Regions from separate parts of the Mus musculus genome. Here all the other regions are linked to region 1. Evidence: chromatin contacts called from public Hi-C data. All regions are on one chromosome and are shown on one strand. Each heading gives the region's core, a stretch centred on a gene start, on an enhancer-like site or on the middle of the called end of the contact. The rest is flanking DNA. Distances are from core to core; before and after follow the strand shown.

Evidence for each region. A called contact is a pair of places that touch in the nucleus more often than the background predicts.
Region 2: a Hi-C map of cerebellum shows a contact between it and region 1, with 2.3 times the contacts expected there. The contact joins the enhancer-like site here to the promoter of Nbea in region 1. A contact is called at or near these places in 3 of 39 promoter capture datasets (the 3T3-L1 cell line, the SN4741 cell line and hippocampal neurons), 3 of 484 Hi-C or Micro-C datasets (cerebellum and cortical neurons) and 3 of 115 datasets of contacts at active chromatin or transcription factors (embryonic forebrain, embryonic midbrain and forebrain).
Region 3: a Hi-C map of cortical neurons shows a contact between it and region 1. The contact joins the enhancer-like site here to the promoter of Nbea in region 1. A contact is called at or near these places in 3 of 39 promoter capture datasets (frontonasal cranial neural crest, hippocampal neurons and second pharyngeal arch cranial neural crest), 2 of 484 Hi-C or Micro-C datasets (cerebellum and cortical neurons) and 4 of 115 datasets of contacts at active chromatin or transcription factors (astrocytes, craniofacial prominence, embryonic forebrain and 1 more).
Region 4: a Hi-C map of cortical neurons shows a contact between it and region 1, with 1.7 times the contacts expected there. The contact joins the enhancer-like site here to the promoter of Nbea in region 1. A contact is called at or near these places in 5 of 39 promoter capture datasets (the SN4741 cell line, embryonic stem cells, frontonasal cranial neural crest and 2 more), 3 of 484 Hi-C or Micro-C datasets (cerebral cortex, cortical neurons and mammary gland) and 5 of 115 datasets of contacts at active chromatin or transcription factors (VIP interneurons, craniofacial prominence, embryonic forebrain and 2 more).

What each region holds. Positions count from the first base shown.
Region 1 is chr3:56,181,087-56,185,496 of GRCm38.p6, forward strand. It overlaps Nbea (neurobeachin), which reads right to left and starts at 2,615. Exons shown (of 58, transcript NM_030595.1): 1 at 1,886-2,615. The coding sequence starts at 2,149.
Region 2 is chr3:56,644,960-56,649,369 of GRCm38.p6, forward strand. No RefSeq gene overlaps it. Among named protein-coding and RNA genes, the nearest start is that of Gm32237, 51 kb to the right of the region's middle. Within about 2 kb of position 2,547, at least 7 of the 459 cell types and tissues checked have an H3K27ac peak or open chromatin away from gene starts, as enhancers often do. A contact at or near this core is called in cerebellum, where this site is marked.
Region 3 is chr3:56,473,332-56,477,741 of GRCm38.p6, forward strand. No RefSeq gene overlaps it. Among named protein-coding and RNA genes, the nearest start is that of Gm25727, 30 kb to the left of the region's middle. Within about 2 kb of position 2,675, at least 25 of the 459 cell types and tissues checked have an H3K27ac peak or open chromatin away from gene starts, as enhancers often do. A contact at or near this core is called in cerebellum, cortical neurons and neural progenitor cells, where this site is marked.
Region 4 is chr3:56,455,967-56,460,376 of GRCm38.p6, forward strand. No RefSeq gene overlaps it. Among named protein-coding and RNA genes, the nearest start is that of Gm25727, 13 kb to the left of the region's middle. Within about 2 kb of position 1,820, at least 10 of the 459 cell types and tissues checked have an H3K27ac peak or open chromatin away from gene starts, as enhancers often do. A contact at or near this core is called in cortical neurons, where this site is marked.

The DNA.
Region 1 (4,410 bases), core at 1,365-3,864:
TGTCATGGCAGATTTCATTGCACTGAAGAGTTAAATTTCTTTTTAGCACAAGAGAAATACTTCACTTCCTTTTTTTAGTCTACTGTGTATCTAAAGAACCCCCATCTGTTAAGAACTGATCCAGCAGGCATGGCTGTTGCTTCAGAGTCCACACTGGTTCCACATTCAAATCAGTTTCTAGCTCGTGAGAGACCTACTGCCTCATATCAGGCTACATTGTGCATACAAGTAAGCACAGAAATGCCGTTACCACAGCATCTAAAGTAACAAATCCTATTGGCCTCAGAAAAACGGAAACACTCAAAATGTGTGTGTTCTTTAAATATACATAAATTGAGTAGCAGCTAATATGTTAATATTGTTCCTTGAGATGGCCCAGCTTTTCTTCTATAAAAAAAAAAAAAGAAGAAGAAGAAGAAGCAATAAAAATAATTATCTTTAAGAAGCAAGGTAAAACTACCTCTCACCGCTGCCACCACCACCCCCGCCCCCAGAAAATCCCATTAGTGTTTTGAAAAGAACTGGTTACACCTATAGGATGACAATCTCACAAACTTACACTGATTTTTGTGGTGACTTATTTGACGGAGTTTTGCATTCAAGCTGCAATACATACAGAGAAGCAATGGCAGGTGACCTAGCTTTGAGTTGACACACTAGCAAAAAGAAGACAAAAAGTACTCCAACTTTTCCACGAATTTCAAAGGTGCAAAAACAACAGAGTTATCTAATCCACGTCTCAGGGTACCACTGCCACAGCAGCAGTTTTCTTTCAATTTTCCAAAGGCACCAAACAGAAATAATTGCTTCTCTGAAAAGTCAGACCTCATGAGTGTTATAAAAATCCCCAGCAAGCATTTTTCTTTATATTCCTGCGACTTCACACCAAATACAATGGTCAACTGACTGTTACTGACTCACACCTTGCCTTCCCAAACCCAGCCTTACTGAATGTCAAAGGCTAGACAATGCAGAGGAAGCCGGGTTTTTAAGAAGCTTTGCTGAAGAAAGGCAAAACCAAAAACAAAAGAAATGCATTTGCAAAGCGCAAAAGCCATGACCTAGCCTCAATTATGCTCTATTTTGGCTCTTCCTCTCCTTCTGCTGGACCAAGTCATCTTCAACATTGTTTAGGTTCTCTGTAGCTAGCGCAGAACATTAAGTCATACACACTTCTGCAGTAACTCTCTTACCATGAAAGGAGCCAAAACCTAGGCTGCCTTTCAAATCTTTCTTCTGGTCTTTATCCTCAAGCCACCGCAACCATAGAAACCAACCTGTAAGATCCGGTGCCCCCCTTACATTTTAACACCTTCTGCGCCCCACACCCGTAAAGGTAAGAGATCAGCATATCTGGAGAGATACTACAAAGAGGTGAAGATTGCCTAGAGATGGAGGTAGGGGTGAGTACAGGCACAACACGCTCCATCACTGCCACGGAATGTATTTAAAGACAGATGCAAAATCTGCATCATTCGTCGTCCTCCCTGGAAAACCCAGCACCCCAGCTGCTCAAGTTGGAACCAGTGCGCTTCTCCCATTTCAGGAGCACGGGAGGGGGTGGGGGCTGGGGCGCTTGGGGGGACTCGGGCTCTAGGGGCCGGGCTGTCACCCTCTCAGAGCCACAACACGGACAATTAAGAGATGGGGAGAAGAAACTCCCAAAGGACCTGAGGGCCGCTTCACACCTCCACTCACGGCCCAGGCCCTAAGGACCGACCACTCGTCGGAAGTGCCGGGTTGAGTTGGGCACCGCGCGGGTGACAGGAGGGAGGTGGCGCGGCCGTGGCTGCGCGCGGGCGGGCGGGCGGGCGGACGGACAGGAGGCTGAGGGACGCGGGGAGGCAGGGCGCGGACGCCCGGGGTTGGGAGGGGGGGCGCTTACCAGGTTGAGCACGGTCTCCACGATGTCCCTGTTGCTGACCTCGCCGACCTGTATGAGTCCGATCAGAACGGCGAATTTCATACGGATGTTGCGGATCGGCACCGAAGGGTTGATCATGCCCGCCGGCAGCACCACCGGGCCGGAGCCGGCCGCCCCCCGAGGCTCCCCCATGGCGCCTCCGCCGCCTGCACCGCCGCCGGCCCCGACGGCCAGGAGCGCGACGGGCTGCGGCTCGAGCCCCGGGCCCGGCTTGTCGCTCGCCATCCGCCCCGCTGCTGAGGAGCTGTGCAGCGCCGCCGCGCCGCCTCCGCCGGTTCCGTTATCCCCGCCGCGGCCCCCGCCCCCCGGCCGGCGCCTCGCAGCCCCAGCATCCACCAGCGCCGCGGCGCCGGGCCCGCTCCCGTCCGCGCCTCAGCCGGGCCCGGCAGCCGTGCGCGGCGCCTCGCCGACCGCCTCCGGGGACAGCCTCAAGGGTCGCTTCCGAGGTCTCCTCCCGGGCTTGCCGCAGCTGTCTCCCCAGCGAGCTCACGGTCCGCCTCAGCGCTCGCCTCACGGAGCTCCTCGCAGATCGCCTCGGCGCTCTCTGCACCGATCTCCCCGGCTCGCTACCGCCGGCCCGGCCCCCCGCGAGGATGCCGCCTCGTCTCGCACGGCCCTCCGCCCTCCGCCGGGGGCCAAAGCTCGGGCCGCTGCCACCGGCGCCGCTGTTGTTGTGAAGCCCCGACGCCGCCGCTCACTCCGCCATGTTGCCGCCCCCTGCCTGCGGTAGCGGCCACTGCGCCTGCGCGCAGCTTGGGGGGGGCGGAGTCCTCGCTGCACCCCCTCTTTCTCCCGGCGCTCCTCCTCCGCATCCCTCACCCCTCGTCCCTCCCCCACGCGCTGGGACCGGGCCGACAGGTGAGCAGGTGCGCGGGGAGGAGTCGCGAGGGGAAGGACAGGGCTCGCCCGTCCGCTCTCCTTCCCCCTCGGCCTCGCCGTGCGGGCCACGTGCGGTGAGTGGAGGGCCACCTGCTCCCGGCCGCCTTTGCCTCCTCCTGGTCCACCTTGGGTCCGCGGCCCCACCTCGCTGCGGGGGTCTGGAGACAGGCCCAATGTCGCCGGGCTCTTGCCACAGCCCGTGGAGAGGCTGACACCTGCTCACACGGGCGCGGCTTAAAATAGATGCTGTCAAACCGGGAGCCTCTCTGCCAAGCTAGTTCTTGAACTCGCCTCCCTGACTACCCTCATGAGGTGGTTGGGTAGGTGCAGCAAATCCCCTGCTAGAAATCCCCAAAGATCCTCAGGTATGATGCCAGTGGGTGGGTGATCTCCCTTTTCCATAGGCGTATGAGGTTCACAAGAATTGTATGAATTATCAAAATACATTGGAGGTCCTCACGACCAGCCTTAGTCCGTGAGAAAATTTCAATTGAAAACATTATAACACGCACATGGCAATATCTCTGATGGCACTGAGTTAAAACCACGTAAGTATGACTGGTGGTTTCTTCCTTGACATCAAGGATATAGTTTCTTTAATATTTCAAGTGGTCAGCCCTTTTCGATAAAGACATATTGCCAGTCACCAGAAACATTAGAAATCCTAAGGTGTATTCAAATCATTTAAATTGTCATCCCAAACAAAGAAATGGTCAGTATACAAATGAATCATAATGCATAATTTATTACTATTCATCTTCTTTGACTGGTAACTCCCATGATACAGGATCTTATAAACATTTCAAAAGTACCATAGGGCAAACTTTCTTAATACCTGTATTTTCAATTAGTTCTTGGTTATATGTTTATTAGTGGTACAAACTCCCACTGAATTGATTAATTTTTTAAAGTAGTTGCACAAAAGTACCTGAAAAAAGTGGTAAATTGGTATGTCTATTTAAACAAAATAGTAATGGAATTATAACATGCTTACATCATTAAAACTGCTTGAGGAATTTGCAGAGCCTTAAGACTTCAGAGTTTGGCAATTAAGAATTCCAGTGATACTAGATGGTTGTGGAGCAAGCCTTTAACCCCAGCACTAGGGAGGTAGAGGCAAGCAGATCTTTAAATTCCAGGACAGCCCTGTCTACAGATTTTAGTTCCAGGACAACCAGGGCTACACAGAGAAACCCTGTATTAGAAAACAAAAACAATAAAAAGAACTGTGACTTTTAGAACTACCAACAATTTCTGTGCCTGGCTCAGGCAAGCATCATCTAGTTCTATAAGAACTACTTCAGTTGCAAATTTAAAATGCCATATCTCTCTTAAGTTATAAAATCCAAGCTGAAAGGTTATCTTAATCTATATATACACACACACATACATATCTGATGTGTACATATATGAAGTACATATAAATAGATATACAGTAAGTTGTACTTCTTGCTTTATTCTAGACATCTTGAATGAGAGCTTTGAGAGAGACTGACAACCTGATCTTCCCTTTTCCTTTTTTAGTGCATAGCTTGACACCCCTTTGACTGCTCTTAATTTTCTGTTATGTGTCTCAGGCAATAGGTGTGTTCATTTCAGTTTTGTTT
Region 2 (4,410 bases), core at 1,297-3,796, 460 kb after region 1:
TTGCTTTTCTTATACATCTCAGAACCACCTCCCCAGGGAAGATTCCATGAACAAAAAACTGGGCCTATCTGGATCTATCATACATAAAGAAAATGACCCACAGAACAACTAATGGGAGCATTTTCTCAAAGAGGTCCCCTCTTCACAAATGACACTATGTAGTGTCAAGTTGACAAGAATCTAACTATCATACAAGGTAATCATGATAACAACAACAACAACAACAACAACAACAACAACAACAAAAGAATAGTTAAAAATACAAATGAGTTCCTACATCACAGCCTTCATCTTTAACAGAGACTCTAAAATAAGTGGAAGGTACACACTCACAGAGGTTAATTTATTAGCCTAAGGACATTCAGCTTAGTGAGGAATAGTAATTTAAGAGCACAAAATGTTTACTAGGGCATTTTCTTTGGAGAACGTAGAACAGACACAATCTTGAAGATAAGCTGATTTGCAAAACATGCATTCATACATATACACATACATATACACACACACACAGGCACATACACCACTCAAGAAGTTTGCAACATGGGTGTCCAACTGTTCAACTCGTGTGGTAGCTTCAGAGATTTCTATGTCTTGAACTGGTAGTCAGTGAGGATATATATATATTCTAAACCAGGGCTCCTTAAATCAAGCAATAATTCTAAAGTCTGTCACTTTATCATAAGAGAATAGTGTTGGCAATCTTCCAACACTTACTGGAGCCAAAGCAAGATGGAGCAAGGAGGGAAATTAAAAGGGAATGGGAGCTAGCATTTGCAGAAAACAACCCCAGATTTCACGTTGCAAAGCACTGATACAGTTAACAGCCTCCTTATGAACTCATCTGCATTATGGTGGTGTGGAGGGCACTGTCAATTCAAGATTTCCTTTTCCTTCTTGATCCAAATTGCCTTTATGGGTGGAATGTTCAGTAGGGACCAGAGAGGAGATGCAAGTTCCTCAAATAAGTCATCTCTAATAAATTTAAAAGCTTTCTTTCCCCTGGCCTGTTTGTCAGGAAAATAGAGTAAATTTGCTTAGAGTTCTCTTTAACTGTGGTTTCACATCAGAAGTGTGAGTTCTTTGTGGAATTATTCAGTGTTTTGCTTAAAAACTAAGGTTGCCCTGATTGTTGAAACTATAATTAAGGGAAAATGGATAGCCATAATAACCCAGATATTCCCCCATGTGACAAAAGTAATCATGAGTGGTGACTAAGTAGTAGTTATGTGTTAGCAGGGAATATTAAACAGACCTTGTAAAAATAAAGGTAATTGAGATATGAGATTTTAAAGCCAACAGAACAAAGAGAGTTGTTCACATGCTATAAAGTTGCAATAATCATGCCTCCATCATATGACTAAAGGAAGAAATAGTGTGGGGTTTCTAGCACTAGACAACAGTTTGAATTATTAGTGCCAAGTCCATAAAATCTCTGAAACAAGAATCTTGTTTTAGTTAAAACTCTCTATTTGGCTCAAGAGTGAATGTTGACATAAACTCTTAACAAACTTTTATTAAAAGGATGGATGATAAAATAAAGAGATTAGTAAGTCAATTTAAAAAATGAAGATGTTAAATAAAAGGGAATACTCCTGAGAGAGTGACATATAATATAGAAGTATGTGGAAATAAAGGCATGCCTGTTTCAAATCTTTAGAATTAGTAGAAAGAAGGTCTTGAAGAAAGGTCAAATTTCTGAATGACCCAAGCAAATGGTTTCCGATGTTCTACCTTGCTTGTCTGAGAACATTGTCCCACCATAAGGGTAAAGGTTATTCTCATGAGAACACAATACAAGCATAGAGATATGCCATGAGAAAACCAGTGATTAAATTATTCCACATGACTCCATGCCTCTAAATTCTAGTTAGAATTGACCATCTGCTGGCAGCAATAAGGACCAACCCTTGTCCCATGAGTCCTAGAGCAACCCAACCCTCTTCTTGCATACCCTGGTTTACATCCATCCATGATGTGCTTACACAGTTAGAGTCAGCTGCTACTGGATAGAGTTTCCACGACTTTGCACTGGCTAGCACCTTACTCTGCCCCAAACACCCAGACTTTACAATTTGACCACAAGCCTTTTTAGGTTAAAGCATTAGGTTTGAGGGAATAGACAGCTGCCAAATTGAACAACTCAAAACTCAAACAAATATGAAATTATGTTATTCATATTGAGTTATTGCCAACCAAATAGAAGACAAAGAACATTGTTGACGTTACCCCAGTTAACGTTGCTGAATAGTCTGGGATATGAGTTTTTACAAAATTGAGATTTCAATAAGAAAGGGTAATATGAGATTATGGTCTGATATTCTTGGATGTCTGTAGACTGCTTTTTTTGATAAGGTACACATAACATTACTCAGAGCACATTAAATATTAGGTTATATAGAGCTTAAAACAAAGCAAAGTGAAGTGACTTGCATTTTGTTGAAAAATGAGTCACTAAAGGCTCCAGAAATTGAAGTCTAGACAGAGTGAGTGCATAAAGCCAGCAACAACAGAACCAGTAATTACCATAGAATGTGACAGCACAGAAGGCACCATCTGTGCTTTAGAGAGGCTGGCCAAAGGGCTACCTCAGAAGGGCACGCCCCCTTCTCCAGATCCATCTTCAGGCCCGGAATGAGCCACAGATGATTTGACATCATTGTAGAGAAGCAAACTTTCCACAGACCAATTATTCACATTATAGTTACCTCAAACTCACTGGGGCTCCCACAGTTGAGCCTACAAACGTAAGTATGATTTTGCTCCACATCAAGTTAGAAAACATCTCAATGAAAAGACAATATTTTTTAAATAATTTTTATTATATATTTTCCTCAATTACATTTCCAATGCTATCCCAAAAGTCCCCCATACCCTCCCCCCCACTTCCCTACCCACCCATTCCCATTTTTACTTACTAACACTGTGCTTTCTTATAGACTCCAAAAAGAAGAGAGTGTCTGAATTCCCATCAAGTAGAAAACATTGTCCTTAGCATTGAGTGGACCACAACTGTGTATATACACCTCAAAATACAGCCCTGTACAAAGCAGCTACTCCATAATCTTTGTTGAATTAAATATGTTGAAATACATGGAACAAGTAATATTTAATCTTGTTCTCAGAATTTTTTGGAGATGATTCTTTATTGGTCTTTATTTCACTCTCTCCTTTCTCTGCCTTCACCTCTTCCTCTTCTTTTTGAGTGTTCTCAGTACTCACATGCAGCCCAATACTATTTGTTGAAGGTTAATGCCAAATCTTTTTTTTTTTTTCTGGATGACTTTGTAAGATTTATTTTAGCTCTGTTCAGCATCAGTAGAGATACAGTTTAAGCATCTTTTTATTGCACACCAAAAAGCACTTTCTTTTTCAAACAGGCCTGGTAGCGACAAGGTCGGATCAGCCAGGAGGCCCACCATTAAGCACTGTTTTCCTCCACTGTCTCACTGTTGTCATGGCAATTCCTCATCAGGCTCCTGAGAACTCTCATCTCTTAGCTCCTCTTATCTCAGTGTGAGAGGTTGGAACTCTCTCTCTCTCTCCTTCCTTCCTTCCTTCCTTCCTTCCTTCCTTCCTTCCTTCCTTCCTCTCTCTCTCTCTCTCTCTCTCTCTCTCTCTCTCTCCTTCCTTCCTTCCTTCCTGTCTCTCTCTCTCTCTCTCTCTCTCTCTCTTTCTTTTGAGGATTTTGTTAGATATTTTCTTTATTTACATTTCAAATTTTATTCCCTTTCCCCATTTCCCCTCCCAAATCCCCCTCTATCCCATCCCCCCTTCCCTTGCTCACTAAACCACCCACTCCCATTCCTCTGTCCTGGGATTCTCCTATACTGGGGCATCGAGCCTTCACAAGACCAAGGGCCTCTCCTCTCATTAATGTCCTACAAGGCCATCCTCTACTACATATGCAGCTGGAGCCATGAGTCCCTCCTTGTGTATTCCTTGGTTGGTGGTTTAGTCCCTGGGAGCTCTGGGTGTACTGGTTGGTTCATATTGTTGTTCCTCCTATGGGGCTGCAAACCCCTTCAGCTCCTTGAGTCCTTTCTCTAGCTCCTTCATTGAGGATCCTGTGCTCAGTCCATGGATGACTGTGAGCATCCACTTAGTATTTGTTAAGCATTGACAGAGCTTCTTAGGAGACAGCTATATCAAGCTCCTGTTAGCAAGCACTTGTACTTTCTATAAGTCTCAAAAATAGTGAAAGGACAACAAAGGACAGAAGAGTATCCATACACATTTAGTGACTGGTTTACATGTTTATTTTTGTTGTTTTCTTAATTATGTGCATCTGTGCTTGTCTGGGTATGGGTATGTGCATGTGAGTGTTGAGTCTGTAAAGGCCAGGGAAGGATATTGGTTCTCTTGGACTGGAGTCACAAATGATGCTGAGCTGCCTGATGTTGGTGCCATGAA
Region 3 (4,410 bases), core at 1,425-3,924, 290 kb after region 1:
CCTACACACTTGCGCGGACACACACACACACACACACACACACACAGACAGGCACACACCAGCTCTTTTGCGTCTGCTTTTGGGGTACCAGGAAGTAAAGAAATTCTTTGAATATACACTCCAGCCGTGTGATATTCTGTTCAAGCTCACAAGAAGCTTTGGATTCAACTCTTAGAAATAAGAAACTCTTCCCCCTCCCCCCCTTTCTGGAATTCTTGTCAGGGATTTTGGTCACTGTGATAATCAGACATCCGGGGCTTTCTGTAAGTTATATCCAGTCATAGGCTATGTCTCCTCTCTGCATATCAGGACAGCCCAGAGCTGTCAAGAAAAGTCTTAGAAGTAACTCAAACACTGAGACATATTCCCTGAGACTAATCAATTTATAGGAGACAATGTTTTATTGGATGCATGGTTCTAAAGATTGGAGAGTTCAAAGTTGGGCAACTTTCTTTCAATTGACAGCAACCACAGAGTCTTGAAGCAGTTCAGGATAGTACACAGCTAAACAGTATTCTTTCTTTTTTTGTAATAATTTTTAAAAGGTTTATTTGTTTGTTTGTTTATTTATTTATTTCGTGTATGTGAGTACACTGCTGCTCTCTTCAGACACACCAGAAGAGGTCACTGGATCCCATTACTGATGGTTATGAGCCACCATGTGGTTGCTGGGAATTGAACTCAGGACCTCTGGAAGAGCAGTCAGTGCTCTTAACCACTGAGCCATCTCTCCAGCCCCATCTAGATAGTATTCTAGCTCAGCTCTCACTTCTTTATATAAAACCGCAGGATGATTGGATTAAGAACTTATGGTTGCAGTCTCATTAACTTTAAATATTTTCCAAAAGTCCCACCTCCCAGACACCACAGCTGGATTAAAGTTTCCACCTTCTGGAATTCTTTGGCAATAGAATCTAAATTTCAACAGAAGTTTGGGTGAGAACATTCAGGCCACAGCACTATGGCAGACGTATTTTGATGATACAGTTCTGGGTGATAGAATGGCTCATGGTAATCACTACTGAGAGAGAGTATCCTGACTGTCTCCCCTTCACTGTCAGAAGTCTACAGAGCTTGACTGTGCATCTTGCGGTCACTTGAACCCATATTCTTTCTCAGGGGTCACTTTGGACTCCAAAGACAGAAGCTGAATGATGTTTGACAGAGAAATCTCGAAAGAGTTTTTTTATTCAAAAGATATTGATTTTGTTTGCTGCACATTCAGAAGGCTAGAGCTTAGTAGGAGACATGAATACCTTAGGAATGTGAAGATGTGCCATGTAGAGAGATGTTTGAGGGAAGTGGAAAGTCTTTCTCCCAGAGCAGTTGTGGAGTCTATTTCATTAACATTTCAGAATGCAACTTGATTCTTAGTTTTGAACACATCCCTTGTGATGGCTTATTTTGGTTGTCATCTTGACTCACTTGGAAAGAGGGACCCTCAGTTTGAAAGGATCCTCCACCGTGTATACACACCGACACAGACAGACAGACAGACAGACATGTCACCTCCATCATATTGGCCTGTAAGTCAGTTTTTGGATTGCTAATTGGTATACAGGCACACAGTCCACTGTGGGCAGTGCCATCCCTAGGCTGGACTGCATAAGCAAAGGTATCTGAGTGAGCCTGGCTAAGGAAAGCCATAAGCAGTGTTCATTCATGGTTTCTGCTTCAGTTTTTGTCTCCAAGTCCCTGCTCTGAGTTCCTTTCTTGTCTTCCCTGGATGATGGACTATGGCAAATAAACCTTTCCTCTTCTGAATTGTTTTTGGTGAAAGTGAGAAAACAAATGACATCATCTATAAAACATACATTACCTATAACAACCACAGTGGAAATAAGGGGAGGTGATTTGGGGTGGGGTGGGGCATAAGTAAATCTGTCAAGTAAGTGGATGGAGTCTCTACAAGTACCTGTCTTTCCCCATCGTATCATTGTTTAGTTGTTACTGGTTTGCTTTGTGTGTGTGTGAATGTATGCGTGTGCACATAACATAGAATGCACATGGGGCGTCAAAGGATAACTTTGTGATGTCTGTTCTCCCCTCCTAACTTTATCCAAGCCCTGGGGATTGAACTCAGATTATCAACTGTAAGTAGCAAGCATCCTTCCTGGCTGAGCCATATCACTATCTCTCATGATATTTTTTTAATAACATTTTCAAAAGTATTCACACACATATATACAGTTACATTTTTTCCTTCTCTTTAGAAGATTCAGGTGGGGAAGTAAGACAAAGAAATCCCAGTGTTCTGGAGGGACTTACAAACCCCATGGTGCCTGTATGAAATGTATCTGTTTCCTGTCTTCTTAAAGTATCTCAAGAGGAAAAAAAAAGCCTCATTACTGATATCTGCCAAGTATTTCAAATTGACAAGGACACATTAGCACTGGTAGTCTGTGCTTAGAAGTAACTCAGGGTAATTGGACTCCCTTGGCCTCCAATGTACCTTGGTCTAGACTGTTTCAAAAGCTGATGTTACCTGTTTCTTATTCCACATTCTTTTCTTACTTAGGTTTGAAGTTCTATTTGGATGAATATTGAGCTCCTTTAATGAAGTTATGACAAGGGCTCAGGTCTTCTCTCAAGGTTGTGGGCTGAGCTGGGATAGACAGGATAACAACAAGAAAATGGAAGTGATTTCCCCAGCCAGCCTCTCTAACCATCTGATGTGTGGCTCTTTTCCAGCTTTCACAGCTGAGGCATTGCTAATTGTTGGATTTACATTAAGATTGTAAGCTCTGGCAAGCCTGAAATTCACATTGGCTCATTTCCCCAGCCTCATTCTGCAAATAGCACCTCCAGCCTCAAAAGCTGAGGTCGGGATAGAAGAATTATGGGGGCCTTTGCAAGGGAGGTAAAAAGTGTCACTGCAGAGCAAATGACTTTCACAGTCTGCACAGAAAGGACTGAGTTTATCCACACCAGAGTAATTTGCTGGAGAGAGTAGTTCTTCTAGGGTTGGGGGGTATGAGACAGGCAGGGGGCTCTGAGCATTTCCTCTAAGTGCTAGCAGCAGTTCAGAGAAGGTGGTCTTTGTTTAAACCACTGCTGACTAGAACAGACAGTCCAGCCTCTTTTCAGATGTCATCATGTGACAGTGAAAACAGCTGAATGAAAACTGGTGCACGAAAAAAAAAAATCTCAGAGGATTTTGTTTCCGTTCATTCATTTTTAATAGTAAACAGCACCCGTGAATATTCAGTCTTTTAGTTGGCTGTCAACTATTTGCTGAAATGGAGTGCTTCCTGTTTTCAGATTTAAAAATTTACATTTTTGGAAAAGTTTTAGATCAACATAAAGTTTAACAAGCCATGTATTCACATGCCTTGCCTTTATCATCCTTGAGAATAGCCATGGTCCTTGCATTACACTTGTTATATCAGCGTGCGTGTGCAGCCACTGGATATGTGCACACGGCTATCAGAAGCTCGGGGTCTGCACTAGGGTTGTGCCTGTGCTGTGCATTCGCTTGATTCACACAAATGCAGTCTTGGTAAGGATAGGTTCATTAATCCTAGGGCTGCAGGATGCCTTATTTCTCCCCTAAGATTTTGTCATGCATCCATTTGTTGGGAACATTTTCTTTACCCCTTTCTTTGGGGACATAGTGAATTTGTTGTATTTTTTTCCTCCTCCTCTCCAGCCCCTTTCTCTCCTCCCCTCCTCGCTTTTACAAGTATAAGTTACATTTTAGACTTCATGATGGGGATGTACTACACTCAAGTTCCAAGTCCATGCAGATGCTCAGTACTGACATTTTGGCTGACTGACTGGTGATGTCTCTGGCTTGTACTATTTAAGATTCTAGGATTACATTGGCAAAGGACAAAATTCCCAAGGTTCCATTTAAAGGTCTCAATGGCATTTTACCATTCTAGATGAAGTTAGCACTTCACTCTGTGCAATAGAGCAAGTATCCATCTGGGATGAGGTGAAGAGGTTGCTTTCCTACATAGATAATGAAACAAAACAGAACAAGAGTAGTCATCTCAAAGTCGCTGTCCTTGTAAAGACAGACAGACATCACATATTGATAAGGTAGTAATGAGTTAATATAAAATCATTTTGGCTCTCTTTTTTTCTTGTAAGGATTAATGTAGAGAGACCCTCATTATTAACCCTACTGGGAAATTTGACAGTCAGGCCTTTTTTCTAATCCCCAAAATGCCAGTCTTTCTTGGATCAAAGGCTAACTCTTAAGCTGACAAGTAAGTGAATGGTGGTCTCCATGGCAGTCATGTATCTGAAGGACAGTTCACAGGAGAATGGTAAATGTTTGGCCATTCCAAAATGTCATTAAAAAAAAAAACAATATAAGATGGATAGTATAAGCAGTGGAAATTTATTTCTTATCCTTCTAGAGGCTGAGAAATATCAACTCAGAATGAGAATGGTTGAACTGTA
Region 4 (4,410 bases), core at 570-3,069, 270 kb after region 1:
TATCAAAGGGATTAGTGCTTAGTATTCCAGGTTAATAAGGCATGAGAAAGTTGACTGGGCCAATTTATAAGGAGTATAGGACAAATCTAATGGGTGATTGAGATAATGCTGTATCTTACTGCAAGCTAAGCAGAACTTGAGTACACATATTTATGTAAATCTTACACTAGGCTGGGTAGAAATGTTTTTTTTTTTCTAGTTATAATTTAACACCCTTAACTTCTATCTCTTCCTGTTTATTTCACTTTTGGTCCTCAACTCTGGCATATAAATTTGAGGAAGGGATGATAGAGAGAATATTTATTAATGCAAAAGCCTTTGAGCATCTCTTGGGCAGTTTTGAGAATGATTATGTAATTTTGTATTATAGAACCTTTGTCAGGGAGCACCCAACATCTTTATCCCTTTTTAATGGCAGCCCCCTGATGTCTGAAGAGGTTTTAGGTAGCATTCTGACTCGCATCCCCTACAGTTCCATGTGATTGCATGGAGGGTAACTGGGAAAAGGCAGCTGGCCCATAATCACAAATTATGCATGGCACAATACCTCAGCATGCCCACAGTCAGGCAGAGCATGAAGGATTAAGGAGGTGCATGGGAAGCCGTTGTTTCGTCGACTGAACTGGGGAAATCCAGCTGAGGTGGCTGAATATTACCAGAAAAACTTGTCAGTGCCCCTACGCCTGCCCTCTCTGGCTTTTTATCTATGCCAACCGATACTTTCATTTTCCTGCCCATCTCTCTTAGACATCCAGAAACTCTGTCCTGACAGCTTGACCTAAGAACCATTTCTATTAAAACCCGTTCTTGATCCCATCTTGTCCTACAAAAATGATTGGTGCAGAAGTTACTCTGTCCTGACATAGAAAAAGACCCCTTCTCATTTGAAATGTCCCCAAACTGCTAGCTTGTCCCCTTATAGCCTATAAAGAATTAACATATCTATTTTAATGCCAGTGACAATGTCTATTTCCAGGAATCTCCCCATTCAAAGCTTCCTACACAGTACTTCTTTCCATAAACTTCCTAACAGACTTGAACACCCTATTGAAACTAAACTGAAAGTGGACAGGGTACCTCCTTGCTATGCATTTGTGAACAAATGGCCATTGTTAATTTTGTCTTGAACTGCTTTGCCTTTGACAATTTCAAGTTGGTGTTTGTCATTCTGTCTTGTTGGGTTGTGTTTCTGTGACCAAATATCTGATAATAAACAAAACCAAGAGCTACTGTTTTTGGTTCCATGGAATGGTAGGATATTACGGAGGCAGGAACATGTGCAGGAAGAATCTACTCTGAAAATGGACAAGAAACAAGAAATGCAGAAGAGATTGGGTAACCCTTAAAGACACACTACTTCCTCCATCTAAGCCTGCCCCGAATCTTCCAAAATAGTACCACTGGGCTACGCCTTGACCAGGGGGATCTGTGGAGTCCATTCCATACCCAAATGATTACACATTCTATTTTAGCTTTGTGCAGATTTCTCCATGGAATGACCTTCCTGTGTGTACTTGGATGCATATGGGAAGACTCTTGTCTTTTCCTTTGAACACGGCTTGTGGATATCAGTGCCACTATTGTTTGCAGTCATGATAGAGGCAGAAGCATCATGAGTCAGGTCTGCATTCACTGGCCTGGCAAGGATCTGGAGGTTGAGGTACCGTGGACCTAGAGATTTTTTTCTTTTTGCTCTTTGCTGCTATTTTCATGATAGATCCTTCATAGTTAAGAAGGGGACTCCTTTTCCCTTTGTGCTTACTCCAGGCCTGGTTTTCTGATCTTCCTGGCCCTGTGAGCTCGGTTGTGTGCTTTGATTAAATCTCTTCTGCTTATGTTAGCTTGTGTTGGGTAGTTTCACTTGCCAGAAACCTCTGCACAGATACAAAGCTTTACTGTCATGAAATGAAAAAGAACTTAATGTGTTCTTCTTTCGGCTCACTGCCTAAGCTGTTTCCTCAAAGTGCCAACCTCATTCCTTCGGGAACAGATAAGCATGTATTTATGTGATGGGACCCCAGGAGAATGAGAACAGAATATAATCAAGGTGAGAAGAGGGCACAGAAGGGACATGCAAGGGCTCCAGAGACAGCCCTTAAGGCCTGTCCTGCTTCCAAGAAAGACAGCAGGAGGGAGCAGAAAGGAAGGAGGGTGTGCCCTCAAGACCACATTAGGTGACCTTCCATATGTGATTTTTAGATTGGAAACAAGTCTATCTGAATGCTGTGTTGATGTCCCTTTTCTAGGCCAGCCCAAATCCTAGTGAGGAAATTCACCACGGAGGATGAGTCTAGATCATTGCATTGCCTCCTGCAGCCATTTTCTGAGGCTTATTTGGAATTCTGAAAATTCTCAGGTACAAAAAGTGGCTTCTGAGTCACTGTCGAGCAGACGCTCCTCTGGCCCCCTGGGAATCAGAATTAATGCCATTCCTTTAGACTAAGAACCAGATACCTGAGGCTGGATTGGCCTTCAATTCACTGTATATCATTACCATGGTGACACTGCTGTAAAGCCAGGCAATGATTTTTGAACTAAATCTTGTGTGTGGCTGCTTTGCTCTCTGTGAGGTTTAGAATGCAGAAGGGAGCACAAAGAGGAAGGACACCACTTAAGTATTCCATATTTGTAGCCAGTTTAATTGCCCACTCCCACACATGTTTAACTATGTTTATGATGGCAGTTGTTTGGTAGCCATTCTCAGGATTTCTTTTGGAGTGAATCTTGAGTTGAGTTATCAGCTAATCAGGGGATTAGTCCTCTAAGAAAGCAATCACGGGGGGCCGGGGGTGAGGGGCAGAGGGAGAGAAGGACTTGGGTGGGAGAAGGGACGGGGGGGGGGGGGGGGACATGATCAGGTATTGAAAACAGGACTGAAGCCCTGAGAACCAGCAGAAAGAATTGAAACAGGCAACCTCAGGAGGTAGGAGTTGGGGGGACCTTCTAGAATGTACCAGAGACTTGGGAGGTGAAAGACTCTCAGGACTCAAAGGGAGAAAGAGAGACCTTGGATGAAGTGCTCTACAGTGGGGAGGGGGAACTTGCAGAGTCCATCTCCAATGGAAGGACAGGACATCAAGTGGATGGATGAGGGTTGCCATCCCACAGTCAAAAGCTCTGACCCAGAATTGTTCTTGCCTGAAGGAACTACAGGGACACAAATGGAGAAGAGCATGAGAGAAAGGAGGTCCAATGACAGGCCCAAATTGGGATCCAGCTCAAGGAGAGGCCCTGGGGCCTGACGCTGTTACTGATGCTGTGGTATGCTTGCAGACAGGAGCCTAGCATGGCTGCCCTCCAAGAGGCCCAACAAGCAGCTGAAAGAGTCAGATGCAAATACCAGCACCCAACCAATGGAGAGAAGCTGGGGACTCCTGTGGTTGAATTGGGGAAAAGCTGGAACAAGATGAGGAGGGCAACCCCATGGGACTAGCAATCTCAACTGACCTGGACCTCAGAGATCTCTCAGACACTGAGCCACCAACCAGGCAGCATACACCAGCTAATGTATGAGGCCCCCAACACATATACAGCAGAGGACTGCTTGGTCTGGCCACAGTGGGAGAAAATGCACCTAACCCTTGAAAGACTTGAGGCCCCAGGAAGTGGGGAGGTCTGAAGAGGTGGGGGTGGGGTGGGAACATCCTCTTGGAGATGGTGGGGGTGGGGGAGGAAATATGGGATGGGGAACAGTTGGGGGCTGACAGGGGAAGGGGCCAAACTGAAAGAGGGATGAAGACTGTAGTATAAAAAAGGATTAAAGAATATTTAAAAAGTAAAAGAAAAGAAAAAAAAAAGCAACAGAAAAAAAAAAAAGAACAGGAAGTTTTTTTAACTCTGTTAAGCCTGAAGAGATGCCAGCTGACTGTGAATCTTGGGAAGAAATTCAAGTTCTATGCCTCAAAGCCAAGCATATTTCAACCTCTGGACAAGTGCACCCTGCTCTTAGAAAGGCAGCACTAATTACTGATGGCCATACTACCAGATACTCTTGCTTTGATTTGTTTAGCCTAGTTAGCTAAAAAAACCTAAGCTGATCAGACAGTAACATCAGGAAAACATTTTTTAAAAGGAAGATGACAACGATGACAGACAGACAGACAGACAGACACCAGATGTCATTGCTTACGTAAATAGTAATGTTTTAATTTAACTGTGACTCTCTGAAAGCTATCTGTCAAATATACTTCATTGATTTTAGGCAAAATATGATTATTACTAAGTGTAAAATGTAAATTTTTATTGGCTTTGCCTCTTATGAATCTCTTCTGGGTCCTTTCATTTGAAAACATACTTTCTGGTTTCTTCTAATTTATCTCTTAGTTTTCATCTGTCCTAATCTGTTCAGTCTTTATTTACATTTATTTTATGTATATGTATATTTTCCTGCATGTGTGTAAGCACCCAGGG